Regions from separate parts of the Ovis aries genome. Here region 1 is linked to region 2. Evidence: chromatin contacts called from public Hi-C data. All regions are on one chromosome and are shown on one strand. The core of a region is the stretch at or near the end of the contact, and the rest is flanking DNA. Distances in the headings are between cores, read along the strand shown. Region 1 overlaps RNLS (renalase, FAD dependent amine oxidase). Region 2 holds the start of KLLN (killin, p53 regulated DNA replication inhibitor).

Region 1 (6,266 bases), core at 353-2,852, 550 kb after region 2:
GGTCGCAAAGAGTGGGACACGATATGGGGATTAAAAAACCAACCAAAGTGAACAACTCAAACAAACCCCATCTTATTGATTAGGTATTAGAGGTTAGGGAGACTATTAGGAAGGAAAAATATTAAGGACCTTATTAGAGCTGCCAGAAAAAATACAGGACAATCAGATAAATGTGAATTTCAGCTGAACACTATTTTTTTTAAGCATAGGTATATCCCAAGTATTGCATGAGTCATACTTACGCTAAATAAATTATTCATCGTTTATCTAAAATTCAAATGTAACTGGGTGCCAGGTATTCTTATTTACAAAATCTGGCAGGCTGGACATGACTGAATTAGGTAAGAAACCTCTTACCCTGCACAGCCAACCACCTTCAGAATTCAAAAGAGCCTACTGTGTTTCCTGAATATTCATTGGAAAGACTAAAGCTGAAGCTGAAACCCGAATACTTTGGTCATCTGATGTGAAGAGCTGACTCATAGGAAAAGACCTGATGCTGGGAAAGACTGAAGGCAAAAGAAGAGGGCAGCAGAGGATAAGATGGTTACATGGAATCATCAACTCAACTGACATGAATCTGAGCAAACTCCAGGAGATAGTGAAGAACAGGGAAGCCTGGTGTGCTGCAGTCCATGGGGTCACAAAGAGTTGGACATAACTGAGCAACTGAACAACAACTGTGTTTCCAATTCAAACTGCAAAAGTTTCAAGGAAAAGGTTGATCCCACCCTCTCTGTCTTTGCCAAGCAAAGGGCCCAGATGGGAACCTTGCCCGATGTGAGGGATTCTGCCTCCTGTGTACCCTCTGTGGGAGCCTGGTGCAGAGGCTGCTGGGAAAACCAGGGCACTCAGCCCCTTGTCCCTTGGGTCCCTCTGCCCCAGGCTTCCCTCCGGGTGGGGCCCTGTGGTTACAGTGTGGTGACTCTTTGTCTCTGCACCCATGCCACGCCCTGCTTAGTCCACCTGGAGGTGGGGGTGGGGTGAGGGAGAGAAAAAATGGGTTGGAGGAGGAAAAGAAAAGGCTTATCAGTTTAACATTTTTTTTTCTGAGCTGGGTTGTGCTTGGCTGTCCTGGTCTGCAAAACCGTAATTATTACTTTGATGCAGGGTGGCTGCAGATTGTCATTGCCAGGCCTGATTTAATAGCCTGCTTGCACAAAGTCCGACAGAGATTGCTTTTGTTGCACTTTCGAACAGCTCCTGACGGTGGCTCTTTTACGTTAAGGAGGAAACTCTGTGGTTAAACTGTAGCCTAGGTATTTTTAGAGCCGTTACCATGTTAACCGAATTTCGTACATTTCACCTGCAGGATATGTGGTAGTGCTTAGGGCCTTCCCTAAACTCTAACCAAAAATACGTTTTACCAGTTGTTAATGCTGTGCTCAGGACCAACTACTTGCTATCAGAAGAGCTACTCACCAAACATGTGGGCTGCCTAAGAATTCCTTTTTGGATGGGTGGTTCTATGCCATTAGGGAATGTTTTTGCCTTGATACAGAATGATTTGAAGAAACCGAACCAAAAGGCTAAAACTGGTTAGTTCTAAAGGTCAGAGCCTGAAGGCAGTGACCCATTTGTTAATCATTAAGCTTTTCTAAGCCATCTCTGACAGAATTCTGGCTCTCTGCCACTTCTCTGGTCATTTTAAGCTGCAAATTCTTGTACTGTGTCAGTTTTTAAGTAGGTAGCAAAGGTTATGAGAAAGACATCACTTGTTAGTTATTTTTCCTTATCAAACGCCTTTATGGTTTTAGAAAGCAGAGCTGTTCTGTGTTAAGGGAATCTTCTTAACATCCCAGCTATACGCATTTAAAGATGGACCGGCGGGTCCTCTAAAAAGGCAGGGTTTCTAGCTATTATTCCCATGTTAATTAGCTTCCAAAGATAAACAGGAAGTGAGTGAGAGAACACCCACTTAGCCATTAGGTATTAGTTCCCAAATTACTGCTGTCCACAGTGGTTTTCTTCAACAACCCCAGCACTGACACTTGAAGAAACAGGAGCATGATAAGCACAATGTGTTTATCATCTTCTGTCATCAGTTAAAAACTGGAGAAGAGCTTTAAAATATTCTGAATGCATTTTGTGAAGCCCAATGAGGTTCAAGAGGTATGATGTTTCATTTCCAAATTTAATGCCAGTTTATGCTCTAATCTACCTGAATTAAAATTGATTTGTACACCAAAAACCCCACAAACAAAACTAAATTGTATGCAGCCAAGGGACATTAAGCTGCTAAAATACTTGCTATAATATTGAACATGGAATGGTTGTTCTCTATTTCTCAAGGGAAAAAATACAGTCAAATCTTGCTTATCCATAACCCAAACTTCCGGGAGGCTTAAGTATTTGGAATTGCTCCAAACTCTGAACAGGGAGTGGGGAGAGGGATGCAGAGGAAGGCCAGGAGGAGGGAGGGGGAGGAAGGGTAAAGGAGAGGGAGAGGAAGAAAGAGAAAGAGAGAGAATAAGAATCAGTAGAAAGCAAGCAAGTCAGCTTTCAGAAGTAGACCTGAAGCCCTAGCAACACTGAAAAGAGACCTGGAGGTTACATCTGATTGGCTTACCAGCTAGAAGGAATGGTGAGCTATGATTGGCTGGTGATGATGTCTCCAAATAACCAGTCTTTTTCAGGAAAGCAAATTTATGTGGCAGAAGGGACAAGAGACAGAAGAAACAAGCAAGGAGAAAGGGAAGACAACAGGGAAAAATGAATGGCAGATTATTTGTAGCAGAGGTGATGACTAAGACCAAAATGAGAAAAAGAATAACAACACTTATTTATGATAGTGCTTACAAGTTTACAAAGTGCTTTTATGTGTAATCATTAATATTGTCTTTTCAAAGACCTACAGGGCTCCCAGAAGCGAAGTAGCATCCCCCAGGTCATTCAGCTAATCAGAAAAATAGTGAAGGTTTTCTGGTCACAAATCCAACACTTTTGATGCCACACAGGTGTTGTGGAGATGATTCAAAGTTGTCCTGCAGGGCAGAGAGTAGTAAATGCTCTAAATGTAAAAAGGAATCAGAAGCCACATCAGCATGCATATTAGTAGAAAGGTGAAAGGGAGTAGGGGGAGTCGCTGCCCTTCAAGACCTTAGACCTTGAAGGGGATCATCTCTTAGGTATTTGGAAGAGAAGATTATAGTGGTTCAAGTGAGGGTTGTGTCTTGTGTGCTGAGGGCAGCTCTGAATCTATTTCAGGGTGTATCACTGTCTTCTTGCACTTATCATGTAGAGTTGGGTACGTAACTATTACCTCCCACCTCTTGCTTTAAAGGGCTTCCCACATGGCACAGTGGTAAAGAATCTGTCTACCAGTCTAGGAGATATAAGAGATGCAGGTTTGATCCCTGGGTTGGGAAGATTCCCCTGGAGTAGGAAATGGCAACCCACTCCAATATTCTTGCCTGGAAAATTCCATGGACAGAGTGCAGAGTTGGATGTGACTGAGCAATTGAGCACACCACCCCGCCCCCCTGGCTTTGAAAGCTATTCCTTCAAGCCTAGTAAATACTAATAACATTCGCATTCACCAGTTGCTCAAGCTAAAAACCTGAAAGTCATCTTTGTCTTTGCTTTCTCCCTATGCTTAATTTATCTGTAATGTAGATTCCATTTCCAAAATGTATCTTGCATCAGGTTCCTTCTCTCCATCTCTACACTCACCACCATTTTCTCTTCCTGGACCACTGCAATAGCTTCTTACTGGATTTCTCTAATTTCTTATATCTCCTCTTCTCCAATTTGTGTCCCCTTTTCTTCAAATCCATTCTCTAGGTCATGCCTGCTTCTTGCTTAAAGTTTGCCCTGAGAATATAACTCAATATCCTTAGTGTCATTTGGCCCCAGTTTACTTTGCAACACTCTGCAAACTCACCCCTTTAGCTACTGCTGCTGCTGCTGCTGCTGCTGCTAAGTCGCTTCAGTCGTGTCCAACTCTGTGCAACCCCACAGATGGCAGCCCACCAGGCCCCACTGTCCCTGGGATTCTCCAGGCAAGAACACTGGAGTGGGTTGCCATTTCCTTCTCTAATGCATGAAAGTGAAAAGTGAAAGTGAAGTCGCTCAGTCGCGTCCGACTCTTAGCGACCCCATGGACTGCAGCCCACAGGGCTCTTCCGTCCATGGGATTTTCCAGGCAAGAGTACTGGAGTGGGGTGCCATTGCCTTTTCCGCTCTAGCTACTAGGCTTTAGCTATTGAAGAGCTTTCAATGCTGCCACTCCCTATTGTGGTATCAGCAATGGCTGGTTCTTTCTCTGATTTCGTGTAACCTACACAGATAGAGCTTCTCTCACAAGCCTGTCTAAGTAAGAGTTTTCCTTCATTCTCAGTCATAGTACCAAAAGGTATTAACTTCTGGTCATTTTTAATCTGAAATTATAGATATTTTTATTTGATTCCTTGCTTATCAACTTCTTTTTATATGCTGGTGACCCTACTAGTCACCAAGTTCCATTAAGGCAAAGATCAAGTTGATTTTCCTCACCACTGTATTCCTAGAGCCCACAACAGTGATATACGGGAGACAGCGTTTGATGAATGAATGAACGAAGATTAGGACATTAACATACCTGTGTGCCATATCGCTTTTGTACTCTGGAAGCCATGGGCACAGTACACCTGTTTCCTTTTGTGCTCAGTTGTTTGTTAACTCCCACTGGAGGTGTGAGCACTAATATAGATGCCATCTTTTGGGAAGTTTTGTGGAATCTCAACACTGTGATCTCTGAAAAAGTGAGCTGAATCCTGTTTGGTTTGGGACTTAAAGGATATTATAAATTTACTCTAGTAGTAAACAACTGAAATCCATCCTGAAACTGGAGCTTTACCAGACAGCTATTTTGTAGCATGTAGGAAAATGTGAAATTGCTCCTAAGATGCATGTGCTGAAAGGCATTCATTCTTTTTTAGAGCTAGAAAAGTAGAGGCTCCCACTCCTCAACAGTTAAGAAAACTGCCATTTTCTTGACAATCTGTGGAACTCATACATTGGGCCTGATAAAGCCTGTGTCTATTTTTTCCAAAGTGATGCCTATGAAAAATGAACACAATCTTAGCAAAATGAATCATTCTATACAGGGTTTAGAATCACAATGGAATCAATGTTTTGGTCAAGGTACTGCTGCTTTAATTACATTTGTTTCAACATTTTGGTTTTGGAGATTTTCTTATCTGACCTATTATAGGTCCCTGTGAAAATGAAGTTTACCATGGTGCCCTCTGGTGGAATCCCGTCTGGACATTTTTAAAACTAAAGCCTTATCTAGTGAGAATGCATCCCTCTGCATTAAAGAAAAGGAGTAACTGTAGATAATACTGTGGGCATACTGTAAGAAGGTTCTATTGTCATTGAGGGACTGTAAGAAATACATGCCTCAGAATATTAGCCTGCAAATTCAGGGATACAGCCTGAAGGAGCTGCAAAGGAAAGGCCATGATATAAATGTGTGCAATTTCAATCCTGTTAGAATGAAGGCTAGGAGCCACAGCATCTCACATCACCTGGCAACATGGAAGCTGACTAATTAGGTATTATATTCAGAAGGGCAAAAGAAGGTTATGGATGTTTCAGCACTTGCAACAATATTTATAAATAATCATGAACACAAAAGGAAAGTAGAATTTGGTTGTGGTTTATTGAGAACCAGTGCAGATTCATTTCCTCATCAGAGTTGATAAAGCCATAATGTGTCCATCAAAATGGCAAGCGTCACAGCATTGGTTCCTTGAAACTTGTGACCGTAAAATTTAGTGACTCTTCAAAAAGTACCTCTCACTTATCTCTATAAGGGGATAAAGTGATGATCTCTTGGAGATATTCTGGGTTTCATATCATAGGGATCCTACTCAAGGAATCTGAGTACCAGCCAATCATAAAAAGATATCAATGGAATTACAAAGTACTTAGCCGAGGACTTAGGGTCTTCAGATGGAGGAAAACAGTGTTATTCCATATAAAACAGTTATATGTTTGTTCATTTGAACGTACTAAATAAAACAGTTATTTAAAATAAAAGCTAAAAAGGAAAACGAAAACAAAGTGAGCATCTAATCCATCAGAGTGTCTGCAAACGATTTAGTGTTTATGTCACTATTCAGCATTCCTGAAAGGTGGAACGCAGGGCAGAGGAAACAGAGACTCGTGAATACAACACACTTGCCTTTGACCTGCTCGATGCTTGTCTTACTGGGGACCTTTCTTTGAAGCTTGATGTATATTAGACTAAAACAAAAGCAAAAATAACTACTAAATCCTCC
Region 2 (6,094 bases), core at 960-3,459:
AGTGGAACATCTAAAAATCACGGACTTCTTGTTTTTATTTATAAAATAGAGAAATCTCTGGTTTACATTAGGCTGTGTGGACAGGGCTTTCATCTTTGGAAACCAAATGGAGGCCTTTCTCCTGTTCTTCCTAGGTTGCTCTCCATTTCTTTTTTCACTTGTGGCCCCTCCTTCCCCCAAGCTGACCAGGACCATGCACAAAACCAGGCTTCAATAAATATCAACACTGAAGATTCAGCAGGTGGCTATCTGAGGGACAGCGGAGCCTGGTGGGCTGCCGTCTATGGGGTCGCACAGAGTCGGACACGACTGAAGTGACTTAGCAGCAGTAACAGCAACTCCTGTAGGGCTATCTTAGAAGGATGTTGCATATAAATTCAAAGTTTCATGAAGCCTCAGAGATCTGTTAAGAGCAGTGTAAATATCCCTGGTTTAATTAGTAGTGCTGGAGTTAGGTAATGGTCTGTGGCGTCTAAGCAAGCTCTCTTGAGGTTTCTAGTCTTCAGGGGCTGCCTGCAACTATGATGTGCTCATGTGTCACTTTCTTTGTCATACACTGAGTAAATTCTCTTTAGACCTTCCCTAGCCACATATTCACAATTACTGCAGTACACATGCAAGCTGATCCCATTCTCAAGATCTAAAAAAACTACCAGTGCCTCAACCTGGGTATCAGCTTAAATTCTTTTGGACTCAAATTCTCCTTAAGTTTTACTTCCCAGGGGAAAGAAAGAATTCCTAGGTTGGTATTGATGCCCTCTTTCTCTCCAAGCAGACGGTGGACAACTCATTTTACAGGCCGATCAATGTTGGGGTAAATGCACTCTAGTTCTCAGCGTTTCTGAACCAGCTCTTTCGCGGTTTAGGTCAACCAATCCAAACTGTAAGCAGACTTGACAAGGTTGTTCTGGGCTGAAGGCCATGGACTAGGTTCTCCGACCAGATAAGTCACTTGGCTGAGTCTACAGTAGGTGGGGCGCGCTCATCAGCCCGAAAGTATTGACTGAAAGTTTGTCGCAACGTCGTTGAATTCACGCAGCGGGCTGCTGCAGGAGATACCCTTTTGCCCCGCGAGTACAGCACCAGAAAAGTTACGCCCTAAGGGGCAGGGCGCTAGCGAGAAAGATGCGACAGACCCCTGAAATCTAGTCCCTTCTCCCACGGTTGGGAAGGCAGAGCCAGTGATTCCAGAGCTCGGAGTCTCAGGTTTCGGTCCTCTAGCTTGCTCTGTGGGTAGCGGGCAAAGGGTGCGACCAGCTTGGGAACCCTCGCTCCGAGATCTGTAAGAATCAGCGGCAGCAGCCAAGGTGAGGGAAGGCGGGGGCACGTGCTTGGATGTGGGTGCTTGTGTAACCAGCTCCTCCGGCGCCAGCCCCGACAGCGCTCCAGTAGGAGGCTCGTCTGAGCCTGTTCTTCCACCGAGACCCAGGAGGCTTTGGGGTCCCGCTGCCGGTGCAAGGCGGGAGCACTCTGGGCAAAGGAAGCGAAGCATTTGCCTCTACAGCTATCATATGGGAGTGGGAATTTGGAAAGTTCCCCAACTAGAAGTACACGTGACCTCCTCCTGAAAGTAGTTCCGACTGTGGCCCGCGTATCCCTCCACCTCCTTTTGAACCCTCCTCGGCTCCGCCCACTCACAGGGGCTGCAGCTTCCTACAATCACGTACTTCGCCCTCCCGCGCTGCAACAGGGGTCTGCGGCGCGCACTCCCCAGCTAGGGGGAGCGCAGAACCTGGCTCCGGGGCGATTCACCCAGCGAGGTTTTCACAGCGGTCCAAAAGGGGCGGGTCGAGGAGCCTCTAAGGATCGAGCTTGAATTGGAGTGGTGAACTCAGCTGGAAACCCCAGGGGAGAGATTCTCGGCTCTCCAGGGGGAATGCAGGGCGCATTCCCTCTTTGGGGATCCGCTTTCAGCCCACCTGGACAGTTGCCTTTGGGGATCTAGAAATTCAGGGGCGATGTGCTCACACTCAGCGCGCTCTGCTAGGAGCTTTCATTTTTAGGGCAAATGAATCGAGTAGCCGGGGGAGCGGGAGGTGGGGCGGTGAGAGGGAGCCGGGTGAGGTGATACACACTGGAGACACAATAGGGGGTTGTTCTTTGTACTAAGACTGACACCTTGAGGACACGGGCGGGGATGGGTGGAGAGGTGGGACTTCTCGGCGGAGGCTCCTGCAGTCAAATCCCCGCGAACGCTTATGATCCGACATCGGTACAAAAGCAGAGGAAGGCTGCCGGCCGTGCCGGGGAAGTCTGGGCGTGGGGGGAAGGGTGTCCTCGCTGCACGGGCTGTCCCTGCGTTTCCCTGAACACTGACCAGCGCGGTCACCTGGTCTTTTCCACCTGTGCGCAGGTAGTCTCACCCTCAAGTCAGTGAGACAGATGAATAAACCTGCTTCAACCTTCACCGCGCTCCTTCCCTCCCCCCGCTGCCCGCCCCCGCCTGCCCACCTTCGCAATAGTTTACCCTGCCTCCGGCTGGGCACCGGCCGTGGCTCAGCTCGTTCCCCCCACCCTGCGTTGCTGCAGAAGAAGCCGCGGCAAGTGCAGTTACAGGCGGGCGCCTCGCAACAAGCCCGATCTAGCACTAGGCAGTCATACTGGGCATGCTCAGTGCGCCTGCAGGTTGGGGACCCGGAGCTGCACCTTCTGCCGCCTCCCTACAGTCTCGGCCCTGCCCTTCCCTCCCTTGGCGCGGTCGGGTACGCCTCCCTCCTCCCCTCGGGCTCCCGAGGCGCCCGGACTCCCGGCGCGGCGGCGGCGGAGGGGGCGGGCAGGCCGGCGGGCGGTGATGTGGCGGGACTCTTTGTGCACTGCGGCAGGATACGCGCTCGGGCGCCGGGACGCGGCTGCGCTCAGATCTCTCCTCTCGGAAGCTGCAGCCATGATGGAAGTTTGAGAGTTGAGCCGCTGCGAGGCGAGGCCGGGCTCAGGCGAGGGAGATGAGAGACGGCGGCGGCCGCAGCCCAGAGCCCCTCTCAGCGCCTGTGAGCAGCCGCGGGGGCAGCGCCCTCGGGGAGCCGGCCGGCCGGCGGCGGCGGCAGCGGCGGCGTTTCTCGCCCCCTCTTCGTCTTTTCTAACCGTGCAGCCTCTTTCTCGGCTTCTCCTGAAAGGGAAGGTGGAAGCCGTGGGCTCGGGCGGGAGCCGGCTGAGGCGCGGCGGCGGCACCTCCCGCTCCTGGAGCGGGGGGGAGAAGCGGCGGCGGCGGCGGCCGCAGCTCCGGGGAGGGGGTCGGAGTCGCCTGTCACCATTTCCAGGGCTGGGAACGCCGGAGAGTTGGTCTCTCCCCTTCTACTGCCTCCAACACGGCGGCGGCGGCGGCGGCACATCCAGGGACCCGGGCCGGTTTTAAACCTCCCCTCCGCCGCCGCCGCACCCCCCCTGGCCCGGGCTCCGGAGGCCGCCGGAGGAGGCAGCCGTTCCGAGGATTATTCTTCTCCCCATTCCGCTGCCGCCGCTGCCAGACCCCTGGCTGCTGAGGAGAAGCAGGCCCAGTCGCTGCAACCATCCAGCAGCCGCCGCAGCAGCCATTACCCGGCTGCGGTCCAGAGCCAAGCGGCAGCAGAGCGAGGGGCATCAGCCACCGCCAAGTCCAGAGCCATTTCCATCCTGCAGAAGAAGCCCCGCCACCAGCAGCTTCTGCCATCTCTCTCCTCCTTTTTCTTCAGCCACAGGCTCCCAGACATGACAGCCATCATCAAAGAGATCGTTAGCAGAAACAAAAGGAGATATCAAGAGGATGGATTCGACTTAGACTTGACCTGTATCCATTTCTGTGGCTGCTGCTCCTCTTTGCCTTTCTGTCACTCTCTCTGATAACGTGGGAATAGACGGATGCGAAAAAATGTCCATAGTGCGGGTGACATTTAACCCCGGTCGGGTTTCTAGATGTGTATTTTGTGTCTCTTTTGAATGCATTCCGCCTAGGGTGTGTTCGGCTAGACGGAACTCTTGCCTGGTTGCAAGTGACAAGGCACCGATGGGTCTCTTTCTAAGGGCTATTGTCCGCAGAATCCAGTACACTGTTAGTGGATTAGTGAGCTCGGTAATCCGGTCTACTAAATGAACAGAAAAGTAGGTGCTTTGAGCTTGAGCATATTTCGATTAAATCTTGGCTTTAGGCCCTAGATCAAGGGTATAGATCAGATTAAAAGGAAAATTAGTGTTGCACGTACGGCTTATTGCATCAGAATCATGCAGTGATTGTTTTTAGTTTCCTGGGTTGCATTGATAGATTCTTTTAAAATGTGAGTTGTGAACTGATTTGCATAACTTTAGAGAGAATCATTTTAGCATATATGGTGCTCATTTGAAGGCAAAAGTAGGTTTATGTGTTAAAACTAAGTTAATTACAACTTTGAACCGCGTTTAGAAGTTTAGCAGTTTGAAATCAATAGTCTTTGATACTTCTCAAAGACGCTGACTAGATTTTGTTAAATTTGCTTTTTTATTTTTATGGTCTCTTTAAGATGATGGAGAATAGGACATGAGATGTACAGTTCAGTAGCATTGTAGATTCAGTGCTCTTCTGACAGGTAATAGAATGGAGATTGAGTGGTTTTTGATCTCAGATGATAATGTTATGTAGGTTCAAGGGTATTGTGTGTAGCAAATGGTGATTGCAGAGATTAAACTTCAGTTTCACTTAAAATTTAAGTATTGATTGTGATACTTGAATTGATACTCAGCTTTATTTAGGTTTCAGGTCCTGTGACACCTTTGGGTATCCGTTAATTTTACTCTGACTTGTGTAGAACATCAAATATAATTTACCAGCTGATAACCAGAAATGCTGGCAAGAGTGGATTTACTCCATCTTTGGATTGTAGGTGTGTTCGCTTTTTTCATATGGTGTATTAAATTTACTGAGTCAGCTTGTTGAATAAGACAGAAACCCAAGAATTTCATTGGGGTACAGTTGGCTGTCTGAAAGTTAGGCTTTTGTATTTCAAAAGATAGTGGTTATTGAAAGGCATGAATCTTCGCAGTTTCAGGTATAATGAACAAATTTTGATCAAGGATAGGAGGTAGAGCCCTCCTTTTTGGCAGAATGGGAAATATGTTAGGAATTGAGAGTCACTGGTAGGCCAGTGTATAAGGCATGAAAAATAGGATTAAGTTATTGGTCTGAGGTGACTGAAGCATTTTATTAAGGTTTCTATTAAAGACAAAAAAATTTGGTGATATGAATTGTAGCAGTGGACAGTACTTAGTTAAAACTAAGCAGTTGTGTAGGTGTTAATAGAGTATACTAAAAAAAAAATGGTTCCTTAGCAAGTATCACCAAACATTTTGCCTAATAGTAGAGTGACACTGAAGTGCCTGTATCTCTAGCTAAAATCTATGGGGAAGATATTTTTGAAGAAAAATGTTACATACATGAGGAGGTTTTCTTTCTTTGCATTATATATCTGCACATACATATATACATACATAGTATTTGCAGCTGATTTTGCCCAAGTTTCTGATATGAAGTGAAGGTAAAAGTTACTGAAGAAGTAGCTTTACCACACACATAACTTAAGTTTTCTGTTAAGTTTAAAAATAGTATTTTAAAAGAATATTTGGACATTTTGGAGTTGCATTAATTGAAAAAGTACTAAAACAGCTTGACCTGTTTGCCCAGAAGATAATCATGAAAAATACTTAAACTTGGTTCTTCTCATTTGTAACCTATTTCAGAAGTAGTCTATTGGTGTGACTTGACAGTCATCTAGATGTATAGGACCAAATTAATTAAACGTTTAACTTTTTAAAGTAAACCCCCATTCAAAAAATTTTCTAGAATGCTGTTTGTTTGGCAGATTGCTTTTAGTATTCAGAGTATGTTTATGCTATTTTTGCATAAAAATGGTGTTTTTGCTATTTTTGATTTAAAATTAACAGAGTTATAAGACTATCATTATTCTACCAGGTTTTTATATGTGAGCAGTGCGGCGATTAGCCATTTCTCCTTTGATTTCAGGGTGCGTGCCTCTGTGTGTGAAATTTATGTGACTTACAACTTTCTCTAAAACTGTCCTTTTAGTTATGGTATGCATAGAAAGCATTATCATATATTGCATCAAATGACTAATAACACTTAATTTCTAGA

Evidence for each region. A called contact is a pair of places that touch in the nucleus more often than the background predicts.
Region 1: a Hi-C map of liver shows a contact between it and region 2, with 9 times the contacts expected there. The contact joins the enhancer-like site here to the promoter of KLLN in region 2. A contact is called at or near these places in 14 of 16 Hi-C or Micro-C datasets (blood, hypothalamus, liver and 6 more).

Annotation. Positions count from the first base shown.
Region 1 is chr22:9,789,894-9,796,159 of ARS-UI_Ramb_v3.0, forward strand. All of the region lies in intron 5 of RNLS (renalase, FAD dependent amine oxidase), which reads right to left. Among named protein-coding and RNA genes, the nearest start is that of TRNAG-UCC, 27 kb to the right of the region's middle. Within about 2 kb of position 1,603, at least 23 of the 54 cell types and tissues checked have an H3K27ac peak or open chromatin away from gene starts, as enhancers often do. A contact at or near this core is called in liver, where this site is marked.
Region 2 is chr22:9,239,178-9,245,271 of ARS-UI_Ramb_v3.0, forward strand. It overlaps KLLN (killin, p53 regulated DNA replication inhibitor), which reads right to left and starts at 2,210. Exons shown (of 2, transcript XM_027960657.2): 1 at 2,130-2,210; 2 at 707-1,653. The coding sequence starts at 2,210. The coding sequence ends at 1,114. PTEN (phosphatase and tensin homolog) reads left to right here and starts at 2,858. Exons shown (of 9, transcript XM_027960248.3): 1 at 2,858-3,763. The coding sequence starts at 3,685.